Linked DNA regions of Mus musculus: regions 2 and 3 are each linked to region 1. Evidence: chromatin contacts called from public Hi-C and promoter capture Hi-C data. All regions are on one chromosome and are shown on one strand. Each heading gives the region's core, a stretch centred on a gene start, on an enhancer-like site or on the middle of the called end of the contact. The rest is flanking DNA. Distances are from core to core; before and after follow the strand shown. Region 1 overlaps Pdgfra (platelet derived growth factor receptor, alpha polypeptide). Region 2 holds the start of Kdr (kinase insert domain protein receptor). Region 3 has its middle 120 kb from the start of Gm32727.

The links. Promoter capture Hi-C pulls out the DNA fragments that hold promoters and counts their contacts. A called contact is a pair of places that touch in the nucleus more often than the background predicts.
Region 2: a promoter capture Hi-C map of hippocampal neurons shows a contact between it and region 1, with 3 times the contacts expected there. The contact joins the promoter of Kdr here to the enhancer-like site in region 1. A contact is called at or near these places in 8 of 39 promoter capture datasets (HPC-7-derived erythroid cells, embryonic stem cells, hematopoietic stem and progenitor cells and 4 more), 1 of 484 Hi-C or Micro-C datasets (cortical neurons), 2 of 115 datasets of contacts at active chromatin or transcription factors (craniofacial prominence and neural tube) and 1 of 9 other capture datasets (embryonic stem cells).
Region 3: a Hi-C map of the HPC-7 cell line shows a contact between it and region 1, with 6 times the contacts expected there. The contact joins two enhancer-like sites. A contact is called at or near these places in 3 of 39 promoter capture datasets (HPC-7-derived erythroid cells, hippocampal neurons and liver), 72 of 484 Hi-C or Micro-C datasets (the Ba/F3 cell line, CD8 T cells, ECoMG myeloid progenitors and 48 more), 9 of 115 datasets of contacts at active chromatin or transcription factors (VIP interneurons, acute myeloid leukemia, embryonic basal ganglia and 5 more) and 1 of 9 other capture datasets (embryonic tail).

The regions. Positions count from the first base shown.
Region 1 is chr5:75,197,696-75,201,945 of GRCm38.p6, forward strand. Pdgfra (platelet derived growth factor receptor, alpha polypeptide) reads left to right here. Exons shown (of 23, transcript NM_011058.3): 23 at 1-511. Among named protein-coding and RNA genes, the nearest start is that of Mir7025, 23 kb to the left of the region's middle. Within about 2 kb of position 2,281, at least 9 of the 459 cell types and tissues checked have an H3K27ac peak or open chromatin away from gene starts, as enhancers often do. A contact at or near this core is called in the HPC-7 cell line and hippocampal neurons, where this site is marked.
Region 2 is chr5:75,975,950-75,980,199 of GRCm38.p6, forward strand. Kdr (kinase insert domain protein receptor) reads right to left here and starts at 2,506. Exons shown (of 30, transcript NM_010612.3): 1 at 2,153-2,506. The coding sequence starts at 2,219. It overlaps Gm32727 (a long non-coding RNA gene), which reads left to right and starts at 1,383. Exons shown (of 3, transcript XR_868500.2): 1 at 1,383-2,029.
Region 3 is chr5:75,858,265-75,862,514 of GRCm38.p6, forward strand. No RefSeq gene overlaps it. Among named protein-coding and RNA genes, the nearest start is that of Gm32727, 120 kb to the right of the region's middle. Within about 2 kb of position 1,382, at least 7 of the 459 cell types and tissues checked have an H3K27ac peak or open chromatin away from gene starts, as enhancers often do. A contact at or near this core is called in the HPC-7 cell line, where this site is marked.

The sequences.
Region 1 (4,250 bases), core at 1,031-3,530:
CTTTCTATTTTTATGATGACAATCAAAGCTTGCCCGAGGAACACAATTTGTGACTTTTAAAAAAATGATCAATGATGTCCTTAAAAAAATGTGGTCTGCCAACCTGTACAAAATGGTCCTATATTTGTGAAGAGGGACGTAAGATAAAACGATGTTATACATCGATATGTATATATCTGTTGCTATGTAGACTTGGAGAATACTGCCAAAATGTGTATGACAAGCTGTATCACTGCCTTTGTTTATATTTTTTTTAACTGTGATATTCCCCACAGGCACGTTAACTGTTGCACTTTTGAATGTCCAAAATTTATATTTTAGAAGTAATAAAGAGAAAAATACTGACATGTTCCCAACATGGTGGTGTGGTAAGTGTGTGAGAGCGACTTACTCCATAGGAAGGGTCTTCCAATACAAGATGGCTTCCAGATACCCCTGTTCATGTTTTGTTTTAAAAAGTGTAAATGGAGATCTTTATATTTCAATAAATGATTTATTATATATGACTTAACGTTATGAAGGTCTACCACTTCTTTCGCTTTGTTTTTTAGTTTGGTCAGAATTCCACCCAACCCTCTCTCTAATGTTCATCCTGTTGTTAGTTTGAGGCAGGATCTTGTTGTATAGCTCTGGTTGGCATTGGGCTTTCTGATTCTCCTGCTTCAGCCTCCAAAGTACTGGTATCATAGACATCTAGCACAATGGCCATCTTTTCCTCCTCCTCCCCCTCCTCCCCCTCCTCCCCCTCCTCGTCGTCCTCCTCCTCCTCCTCTCCTTCTTTTCTGAATAGACTCACTAGTTAGTAAAGCAGTTTTCGGCTTACAGGACATTTGAGTGGAAACTGGAGATCTCCCATATCCCAGTTGGCATCACACACGAGTAGCTTCCCCGTCTCTATGGTAACCTATCAGCATGTACACTGATGAGCCTGCATCCCTGCGCCATCACCTGTGCTGTGCTTGAGCATCCTCTGTTACGTGCAGGCAGGTTTATGTGCTTCACATTCGACAGCCTCCTGGTATCTCATCAGATAAATTAGTGCAATTAATTAATGCAGATTATTCTCTTAATAATTGGAAAATAGGCCCCCTGTTTCAGAATAACTCCCAATTTCAGATAGCCAAATGACCTCAGAGTGAGACCGCCTACAGATCCAGGCCTGTATCCTTCAGCACAAGGCTGTTCATTGAGTATTGGCTCCACCTTGGTTCAGCCCAGGAAGGAGCTGGATTCCTGGGAATAATAACATGTCTGTCTGAACAGCAGCTACACAGTTCCGTCCTCTAACAGACAGTCCTGTCTAATTTATCTGCTCTAGTGTTTTCGTTTTTTTTTTTAATTAGGGGATTAAAAACTTCTAAAATGTACCATTTACACTTCTTTTGAGTCTTGCAATAAGCTTTTAAATATTCCTACCAAGGCAGGGAAGACATCTCATAGGTGTAGAAACGAAGGACCCCAAGACTAATGTAACGATAGCACTAGGATTAGCAATTCCAAATATATGAATTCCACTATTATTTGCATGATGAGCCAGAAAGAAAGCAAGAGATACTGAGAATATCAGCATGCAGAAGTAGCTTGCCTGGATCCTTTGATTTTTCAAAGACAAGTGATGGACAAGTTCAGCCTGGAGAAACTACTCTATGTGTTTGTAATCAGAGCCTTTCTTTTTCAGGCTGAAATACACCAGGTCTAATAATGGCCATTGTGATTTTAATAGTGGCGTGCTTCATGAAAAGCAACTCAGGAAAATGGCCTACCCTATGAGAATCCATCATAAGCCTGGCAATTTCCCTCAGGATAACAGCAACAGAAATGTTTCATTATCTTCAACTCCAAATACACATAAAGGCTAAATCCAACAGCATATAATGGTAGCAGTGTTTATAATAGAGACAATTGTTTCATCTCATAGGAAAATGTGTGTGAAAGTATATGTGTGTTCTTAATTAGCTGTCTATAGCATCCTGTCCCACCTGGAGACATGAGTAGCACCCACGTCCTAAAGTATAATGGCGATAACTTCCCAACTAAGTTCATATGCCAGTAATGGTCCATCATTCATACAAAGAGGAGGGAGACGTTGAGGACAGATGAGGGGAACATATTTGCTTCCCCTGCCCCAATTCTGGTTTATAGGCTAATTGGAATTTTTAAAAGCTTTGCCACATTAGCCCGGCAGATGGCATTTTGCTTCATCATTGTTCATGGGTATTAATGACTTCCCCCTGGAGCTTGTGCATCCTGTCTGTTTTGAATTTCATCACATTTCACACGAACTGCTCCAAACAGAATCAGAACCAGGCTTTTCTCTGCAGAGACTGGGCTGGAGATTGGTTTGGTCTATGTAAGTTGGAAGCCTGATCAGGATGAAGCTGAAATAAAAGGAGGCTTTTGTGGGCCTGGGCTTGGCTCTTCTGTCGTCTCACGCATGTTTTGTTTAGCTGGCTCTCCCAACGGGCTCCCGGTTGAATCAGGTGTATACAGAGCCACTTCCAGAGTGAATGCATCCTCATGAGTCTGGGATGATCACACCTCTTTTCTTCCTCCCTCAAAAGGCTGTGTTTGGTTTTCCCATGAGAGCACGGTGCTAGGCCAGCCACAGGAAGCCATTTTTAAAATTAATTCTCTCCAAGAATATTTATTATAGAACAGACTCCTCTTTGTGTAGTTGATCTCTAAAATGTGTAGGCCTAAATGAGGAAGCTTGCAGACTTTTTTCCAACCAGCTCATGATCCAAGGGGACCATTACATCACATAGAACAGCAGGATAGAACATCGCGGTTGGAGACCACACGCCTTGCTTGGAGTAATGAGAAGTGTAAGGTAGTGTAAGAACCCAGAGTGCTGCTCGCTGAGTGCTGTTCACTGAGTGCTGCTCGCTGAGTGCTGCTCGCTGAGTGCTGCTCGCTGAGTGCTGCTAGCTGAGTGCTGTTCACTGAGTGCACCCGATGAAGCTGAAGCTTTTCCGCATGTGGGGAATACACATAGGCAAGGGGCCGAGGGCTGGGAGCTGGCAGCTTTGTCTATTTCAGATGCTATCTTTGTTCTAGTTCCGGACAGTTCCAAGGCATCTGCATATCTCTTTCCACACTTATCCCTCCAGGTTTCAACTGTACTGAGCAGGGCATTGGTTTAGGCCCTGGGATTCAGCAATTATTACAGACGATAAAACCGCTGCATTGTGTCTATAGTGCCTCCCCCACAGCACAGGACAGCACTGTTAGAGTTACAAAGGCAGTGTCTCTCTCTGGGGGCAGAGGCTGTCAGGCTTGCTTGCAGCTTATTGTAGAGTCTAGAATTTCTCTTGTAAAAAAGGGATTTTTACGCTAGTGTGTGTGTGGTATGGTGTGTTTGGTGTGTGTGTGTGGTATGGTGTGTGTGTGTGTGTGTGTTGTGGTGTGTGTACATGTGTAGGTATGTGTAAGTGAGTATACTATGTACCTGCAGAGGTCAGAAGTCTTGGATCCACTGATGCTGAGGTTAGAGGCCATTGTGAGCTGCTGAGTGTGACTGGAGCTGAAGTCAAAGGTCATTTTGAGCCACTCAATTGAGTGTGGATGGAAATTGAACTTGGGTCCTCTGCAAGAGCAGAATACACTCTTAACTAATGAGCCATCTCTTTTGCCAAGACCTGTGTGTTACTGAGGATTCTCTAGAGTCACAGAACTTATGGAATGTCTCTCTCTATAAAAGGAATTTCTTGTAATGACTTACAATCTTTAGTCCAACTAACACAACAATGGGCAGCTGTGAATGGGAAGTTCAAGAATCTAGTAGTTGCTCAGTCCCCCAAGGTTAGGTGTTTCAGCTGGTCTTATGTGTAAGCTGGAATCCTGACGAAGTAGGTTCCAACAGATGTGCTGGCAAGTAAGTGCAAGAGGATGAAGAAGAGTGAGTCCATATATAGGCCTCCAGTATAAGATGTGGCCCAGATTAAAGGTGAGTACCACTATTCCTGGATTTGGAAATTGCTTTGTCCCAGGCTGGCTTTGAACTCAGAAATCTGCTTACTTTAGTCTCCTGGGATTAAAGGCATGTACCTTACCTGGGCCTAAGCTTTTTAATGGCCACTATGCCTCAAGATCTCCATGTTCAGATCTAGGTCAGAAGTCCATGTCTTCCAGCCTTAAGATATGTTCTCCATTTCTGGATGGTCGTTCATTCCAGATGTAGTCAGAGTGACAACCTGGAATAGCCATCACACCTGAATTACTTTTTTTATTTGTTTTTGTTTTGTCTTTTT
Region 2 (4,250 bases), core at 1,256-3,755, 780 kb after region 1:
GCATTTTAAATGGCATTTAAAGTGACTGGATCACAGATGCTCTTGGTCTGCCCTGAGACAGCTATAGAACTGGGTAGTCATATTCAATTAATCGGCATAATATTTGTCAATATGAAATAAGTCACTGTCCCTAACATAGGCAAGCAGTTAAAATGCTCTTAAACAAGCCTTTCAATAATGGAATCTTACTTTGTTTGAGAAGAAGCAGGAAATGAGAAAACAATTTGTTTGATAAGTAGATTCTAAACATGACTGAGAACCATTAACCTGCAAACAATCACTGGATACGCTCATCTGATGAACTCATTAGTCAGGCAGATGTGTGAGGAAAATGTAGTAGTAACTCGTCACAAACTGCGCCCACTGCACCACCACAGTAAATGGCCTTTATTCTTCAGTGCCAGGAAGCGAGCGCAGAGCCTCAGCGCTCTACCGCTGATCTACACGCCAGAGCCACTAAGAGCTTCTCAACTGTCTCTGTAATAACATACAGCCATAGATTCTCTTAGAGTGCAGGCACGTTGGCTATGCTCATCTTTAAAGGATGCCCCATACCAATACATGTCTGCAATCAAATCCAGTCAATGAGGTTATCAATAACTGGAGATTTACATCAGTGACTAATGCTCATCCATCGCCTTTATTAAACCTCATTCATTTTCATCGGCAAGTTTGGGTTCTGTTCTTTAGACAGCTCATTCTGACTGCAAGAGGTACATATGCTACTATACAATAAAAGCCCTTTTATGTTCAAATCCGATAACCAACATTAATTAATTTGTGCACTGTTATCCTTCCCGCTCAAAGACCAGAAGGAAAAACAACAGCGGCTCTGTCTCGAGACTTGGATGGCACCAATTATAGCCCAATCCAATTAAGCAAGTCACACACTCCAAAAGGGCAACCTCCATCTTATTCAGAGAACGGGACGCTGTTAAGCTGCTACACTAGGAATTCTCTGGGCTTTAAAGCAACTTGCTTCTCTATGGAACCCAGGGCAAGCACATGTTCCAGGCTGTCTTTCTCTTCCCAGAAAGGGGGAGAGTGCGGCCTTCTCAGGAACAAGAGGGCACTCGTGGTGGAGCTAGCCTGATGAACCAAGTCATTATGAGGAAAACTCAATAGCTCTAGACAGGCGATCTTGGCGCCGTATGTCAGTGCCAATGCTTTTAAGCCATGCGATTCTCTTAGGGCGCAAGGAATGTTTCTGCAGAATTGACTTCTTTTTTCCTGATTCTCCATTCTCCAATGGGTGGAGATTGGAAATCTGCAAACTGTGGCTTCAAAAAGGAAATGACAGAGAAATAGAGGAGGAAGAGGAGGAGGAAAAGGAAGAGGGAAAGGGAAGGGAAGGGAAGGGAAGGGAAGGGAAGGGAAGGGAAGGGAAGGGAAGGGAAGGGAAGGGAAATTATTGCACAAAAGCCCAAGAGCGAGTGTGGGCCTAACCTTGAAGCAGAGGGCATTTTAAAACAAGAAAAGTGACCTATAACTAGGTGCCAAGCTCAAGAGTTTCTGAGACTTTCAGAGTTTACCCCAGGACCAGCGCTTTGGAGTCGGTAAGTGGAGAGTTATTTAGTTTAATACACCTGGAGAAGCTGTCACAGAAGAGAAAGCCGCGTCTTCCTCCTACCAGCAAAAATAGCATTCTGCATCAAAGAAAGTTGAGGGAGGAAAGTGTTGCTCTATGAAGAGACCTCACCTCACATAGTCCGTGCGCTTACACGCTGGAGCTAAAGGGGAGCGGAGCCAGAGGCGGATTCCCTGCCCCACACTAGGGCGGTGGGCAACAGCACGGAGTGATTGATGCCAGCCGGGCCGCTTGGCTTGAGCTGGCTTCCCAGCGTTTGACCGCCTGTTCCTGCCAGTGGGAGCATCTCCTGCCCCGGCTCAGGCCGCCTTTCCACTCCTGCCTACCTAGCGCCAGGGGCTGTGACGGCTCCGCAGGACACGCTCCAACCGATGCCCGGGGGAGAGTAGAATCCTGGCTGAGTCATTTCGGAAGAGTCTTTGAACCTCAGTTTCCCCATTGGTAAGTGAAAGAACACCCAAGGGAGGAGGGTCTCTAGAGCTCTACGAGTTAGGTCCTCTTCTATTCCCACTCTCCGCCCGCACCCTACTTCTCCGCCTTACTACTAAAGAGTGGGCTTCTTACCCACAGAGGCGGCTCGGGTCTCCACGCAGAACCACAGAGCGACAGCTAGCAGCGCCTTGCTCTCCATCCTGCACCTCGCGCTGGGCACAGAGCCCAGTTCTCAGGCACAGACTCCTTCTCCGTCCCTGGCCCGCAAAGAAGTCACAGAGGCGGTATGCGCCCCCGCAGCGCAAGACCGGGGAGAGCGCGGGGCACCGGCGCCCTGGCTCCAGCCGCGGCTGCAGCGGTGTCCGCGGAATCGGGTCAGCCAGGTTATCCCGGCTGCGGGACACAGTCTGGGCTTTCAGTCCTGCCGGGTAGCGGTCCGCGCGATCTAAGGAAACACAGCTTACTCTCTTGGGGTCCTGAGGACTCAGGGCAGAAAGAGAGCGCCGGCTACACACTAGCGAATGGGGGCGGGGTCATTACCGGGAGGGGTGGGGACTCCCTGCGTCCGGCCACGCCCCCCACTGGATACCAGGTTTGGGTTTCCCGGTTTCCCACGCCCACTCCCCCACTACCCCGGAACTGTGCCGGGCGGCAAGTCGCATCTGAGAGCAAATCTGGACGCAGCTCGGTTTCTGGTGGAAGTAAAATGTAGCCAGTAATGGGCTCTGAGACACTTGCTGCCCCCAGCAACCTGGGAAGCATCACCAGAAACACGAGGCCCACTGCGCCCTCATTAGGAGCCTGCAAGTGCAGAACTCTCTTCGCCGCTGCACTGAAAGTCCCAAGGGACCAAAAATCCGCCCGCAGTTGGGAGCATGAAGACAAGAACCCCTGAACCTAGATGTACTCGGGGCACAAACTTGCAGTGAGTTGGTCAGTACTTGGAAGTTTTGTTTTATGGTGCTTTGGCCACCGCATCCCCCGCCCCGTCTGAATGTTTTAATTAGAAGATAGGCGCTTATCCAGGTTGCCAACGCCTCTACTGTTTTCTCGTCCATCTGGCAACTTTAAATCGTCCGAAGTTACCTGATTAGCCCTAGAAGACATTTCGGTTGTGAACTCCTGCCTGGCTCGGTCCAGAAAACCCATAGCAAGGAGATGCAGGGAGCTGGCGGTGGTCAGGGCTCCAGGGCAAATGCACAGAGAAGAGCCCCCGGTCCTTCTCCAGTGGCTGCTAGAGTGCTTTTGTCTACCCAGTTCCATGACCACGGTCCCCTACAGTAACTTTGGCCAGGCCCCTTTTCAGAGCTGACCTTTCAGCCAAGATATGCTTGGGGGGAAGAGAAGGGAGAGTTTCTTGCCAGAGGCGCCAGTGTAGGAACAAAGAGGAAACCGGTCCCATGTGAACAGTCCCCCCCCCCCCCCCAGCTATGTAGACTTCAAGTAGCGACTAGAGAGGAACAGCAGCCTTCACCCCTCGTTTTCTTTCCATTCCTTTCCTTCCACGCCTGGGAAATGACAACAAATATCTTGTGACATGTTTTACTCCTGGCAAAAACCAAATGCATTTAGAATGATAGTTTAAAGGACAGTCTTTCAGCCAGACAAAGAGATAAGATTATTGTCTCTACATCGGATCTAAACTACACTGATATGCATGATTAATGATGTAACATGGTGCTTTTCTTTAAAAAAAATAAGGGGGGAAACAGGCATGCTCCTTTATCACGTGCCTAAGCCTCAAGTATGGTGCCAGAAGCAGGTGGCAAACCAGGAGGGTTTGTAAAATCCAGGTTCACTATAAAAACATGTCAACACATAGCGAATCTATATAATAAAATTATACTTGAAGATCTTGGGCATGTTTGGTGTGGGCATCCTCATTTAGCAGAGGCATGCCTGGTCTGCTCACATTTAGCTTTGTTGTATATTCAGCTCCTCACGAATGAAAACTCCGTATGAAGGCTGCTTGGTGTACCTATCGACAGCGTTCTGAAGGTTCTGGCTTGTTCTTTTTATCGGTGTTCCCCTGGGTGTGTGGCCTCTTAGCTAAGAGGTGTATTTACTTGTGAACAGGGTAGAATGTTTAAGGAAACTTCTCTTGCAGAGAGTAAAACAAACTCAAACAAACCTCAGCAAAAGAGCCAAGGAGGGCTGTCAGATCTGGGTAGAGGGAGGGACGATGGATCCTGGATAGGCGAAGGTAGGTCTTCTCCATCCCGGTGGCCAG
Region 3 (4,250 bases), core at 132-2,631, 660 kb after region 1:
TCACCATTGAAATGGTTTTACCAAAACCATAGCAAGACCAGCATCAAAGCCCAGTAAACATCCCTGAACCTCACATCCTCAAGTGTTCCAGGTAAGAGGATTGTGAGACGCGGTCACCCATGAATAACTGTGTCAGCTCACCTGATTTTACAGCTGAGATTGTATTGCGGTGGCCTCTCGACTCTCGCTCATCAGAGTCATGCGATTTTGCCAAATATCGTCCATGGGACCAGTTATCTTACGCTGAAGAGTGTTCTCCCTCTACAGCTGACTCAAGTGTTGTTCTAAAGAGTGGACCTCGGCCCTTGCTGAGTCACTATGCCTGCTAACATTATTCCTGGCTCCAGGTAGGCACTGCACAAAGATTTCTCCTTTAAAAAAATACCAGCCTGTTACCTCCCGCAGCTAAGGGTTCATCGGTTCCGTGCATCTTCGCTAACATTAGCAACTGGTGATTTTTGTTAACCAAGAGGGCCCAACAGGCTCTAAACTAGTGGTTCTCAATCATCTAGATGCTGCAACCCATTAACACAGTTCCTCGTGTTGTGGTGATGCCCAACCATAAAACTATTTAGTAGCTACTTCCTAACTGTAATTTTGCTACTGTTATGAATCATAACATAAGTATTGGATGTGTAGGATATCTGAAAGGAGACCCCCAAAGGGGTTGCAACCCACAGGTTGAGAACCACTGGTTTAAACAAACATGGGTGAGTTTCACTACGGGCCTTGTGCTGGTTAAGGCCAGTGTTCAGCTCTGTTGAAAGGCACATCTGCAATGTTCCCCCAAAGGTTCTTTGGTTAGGGGCCTGGCTCCCAAATCAGGACTCTTGAGAGGAGCTGGAGACCTTCAGTTAAGGCCAGGAGGGAGGCCCTTGGGAAGGAGTAGATCTAAACCATCCCGGTCCCTTGCAAGCCTCTGGTGTTTGACGATGTGACTCCAGGATAGTGGGGCTGGTTTGAGAGAGGACAGAAACTCCAGAGTATGGACTGAACTGCTACATGTAGGTGGCCGGGAGGTGGCCAGGAAGGTTAGTCCTGCATCTGCTCTACTCTTTGTTTCTACAGCCACACCTTCACTGTGTGGCCAAGACCAGTCTCTCCTCCCCCGAGCTGCTTCCATGAAGTCATTTTGCACACACAGATGCAAAATGTAACGATAAGTGGACTCATGGGGGTGGTACTCTTACACGTGGACTCATGAGGGCGGGGTGCTCTCCCACATGGGCTCATGGGGGACGGTGCTCTCATACATGAGATCATGGGAGAGGGTGCTGTCACACATGGGATCAAGGGGGTGGTGCTCTCCCACATGGGCTCATGGGAGAGGGTGTTCTCACAGACTCCATTCCTCTCTCCTTTGCTTCCTGGCCTGTGGTGAGCCATTTGACTGCATCATGATGCAGTACTTCCCCAAAGGCCCAATGCAGGGTATTAACTGTGAACAGGAACTTCCAGAGGTGTAGGCCAAAATAAACCTTCCTCTCTATAAGTTCGTTATCCCAGCTCTTTCCTATAATTAACTAACACGAGCGCCAAGCAAAAAGCCTCCTCTAAGCAGGTATTTGGAAACTGGGGGAGGGAGGGGTCTTGTTTTGCTTAGGTTACAAAGAATCTGGCAGGTGGGGGATCCACCTTAGGGATGGTGACCCATCCTTAAACAGTGCCCGGATCCTCGTGGACACTAGGAAGCTGCTAGAGATCCAGCCATCACATCTGAGTTCTAGACAGAAGAGTGAGAACAGCAAGGTCAAATGGTATGTTTCATGAACTTGACACCTACCGCTCCCCCACCCCCAGCCCCAGTCCCAGATACACACAAGGGAATTTGTCTAGGAAGTTCCACACAATGTCTGCATTTTTCACCAATAAACAAGGAAATTTTGATCATGCCTACTGTCTTAGTCAGGGTTTCTATTCCTGCACAAACATCATGACCAAGAAGCAAGTTGGGGAGGAAAGGGTTTATCCAGCTTACATCTCCACACTGCTGCTATTCATCACCAAAGGAAGTCAGGCCCGGGACTCAAGCAGGTCAGGAAGCAGGAGCTGATGCAGAGGCCATGGAGGGATGTCACTTACTGGCTTGCTTCCCCTGCCTTGCCAAGCTTGCTTTCTAATAGAACCCAAGACTTGGTACCAGCCCAGAGATGGCACCACTCACAACAAGTTCTTCCTCATTGACCACTAATTGCATTACAGCTGGATCTCCTGGAAGCATTTCCTCAAGGGAGGCTCCTTTCTCTGTGAAAACTCCAGCCTGTGTCAAGTTGACACACAAAACCAGCCAGTACACCTACCTGCAAGGGAAGCTGTGAAATGTGAGGTTGTTTTGGTATTTCTAAGCTTAGGCACATGGCTCCTCCCAAGGACAGAGCTCTGTTAACTCCAAAGAAGATGCAAGAGGAGGGACAGACTTGATTAAACCAAGGGAGATCCAGAGAAGGTTCCCTCTGGGTTAGAGGCCTTGGGTGCTGAGAAGCACAGGTAAAGCTGTGTGGGGCCACTTGTCCTGCAGAGAGAAGATTGTACAGTTCTGCACCACATTTTCAGATAGGGACACAGAGTAGCTCTCTTGAGAAATAGGACAATTAGGAGCCTGGGAGATGGCTCAGTTGGTGAGTGAGTGCCACTCAGGCATGAGGACCTGAGCTCAGATTCCTAGCACACATGTAAAAATCAGGTCGTGGTTGTGGCTGCTCCTCCAAAGGACCCAGGTTCAATTCCCAGCAGATCATAACATGGCAGATCATAACTGTCTATAACTCCAGTTCTAGGGGAGCTGGCACCGTCGCAAGACAGACATGTAGGTAAAACACCAATGCACATTAAAAAGTAAATAGATCTCTAAAAAAATAAGAAAGATGGGCAAATAGTTTTTAAAAAGAAAAGTCAGGTAGTGATAGGCAAATCTATAACCCTGCATTGGAGGAAGGAGAGAGAGAGAGAGAGAGAGAGAGAGAGAGAGAGAGAGAGCGAGCCTAGGCTCACTAGCCAGTCAAGCTGAAACAGCAAACTTCAGGCTTGAGAGAGAGAGACTTTGTCCCAAAATAAGGAGGATGGGTTGGAGCGGCAGAGAAGGCGCAGCAGCACACCCGGGGTGGGCTCCTAGCACCCACATCAGAGAGCTTACAACTGCCTGTGACTCCAGTTCTAGACCACCCAAGTCAATCTTCCGGCTTCTGTGGGCACCAGGCACACACGTTTCACACACACACACACACACACACACACACACACACACGATTAACATTTTAAAATTAGGTGGAAACTAAGGAGAATATTGAAATATTGTCAATCTCTGGCCTCTATATACATGCTCACCTACACACATAGATACGCATGTAAACATACATACACATGTGGTCCACCTAAACATACCTGCACATGTAGACACACACTGCAAACAGACACATGTGCTGCACTTACACACGCATGATGTGCACACATGTGCCTCACGTAGAGACACACACATACACACCCATATGATATGATACCCTATCTCCTCACCCTCATTCTTTCTTTAAAAGATAAAATTAGGGAGACAAGAAGAATGCAGGATGAGGAAGAGGAGGAGGAGGAGGAGGAGGAGGAGGAGGAGGAGGAGGAGAAGGTTAAATGCTTTAAGTTCAGACAGTGTAGTCAGCTGTGGGTCTAGAAAGTTCTCTTTATCTGTATATTCTTTGTCCTGTTACCGCCCCTCTCCTGGGTCTTTGCTCAGCTCTCAAGGAGTGTGCAGATGTTTTAACAGGTATAGGAGGGAAAGCAGTTATAATCCACCCTGCAAAGCTGCCACACAGAACGGGGACTCTCATTTATAAAGCACCTCCATCCTAACCAGCATCAAAGCTTCGTTTGCCTTTGAATTAGGGGTTGTGCCCTCCAACCACGGCTTTCATTGTCCTGCCAAGAGCTTACATAGTTGTTAATTCAGCTATTTCAAGATGGAATACTTTACTGAGCTTAGCAGAAAACTGGGAGTTGCAAAGAAAAAAAAATTAGCATTGCCTTTAATCTTATTTTGAAACCATTCATTCGTCCATTCATCCATTTGTTTGATCGTTTGATTTAACTGAATGAAGCAGCAGAATTTTCTCCTTTCAGAGCATAATCCAGACACTTGCCACATCCTTTGAAGCTTCCATGCTCTGTCAGAGGGAGAAACAAGAAGGCAGCCATGTATAGTCTAGAGAGACAAAAGTATGCACATTCATAGTCTTAAACACACAAAAATGGGGCCACCAGGGCAC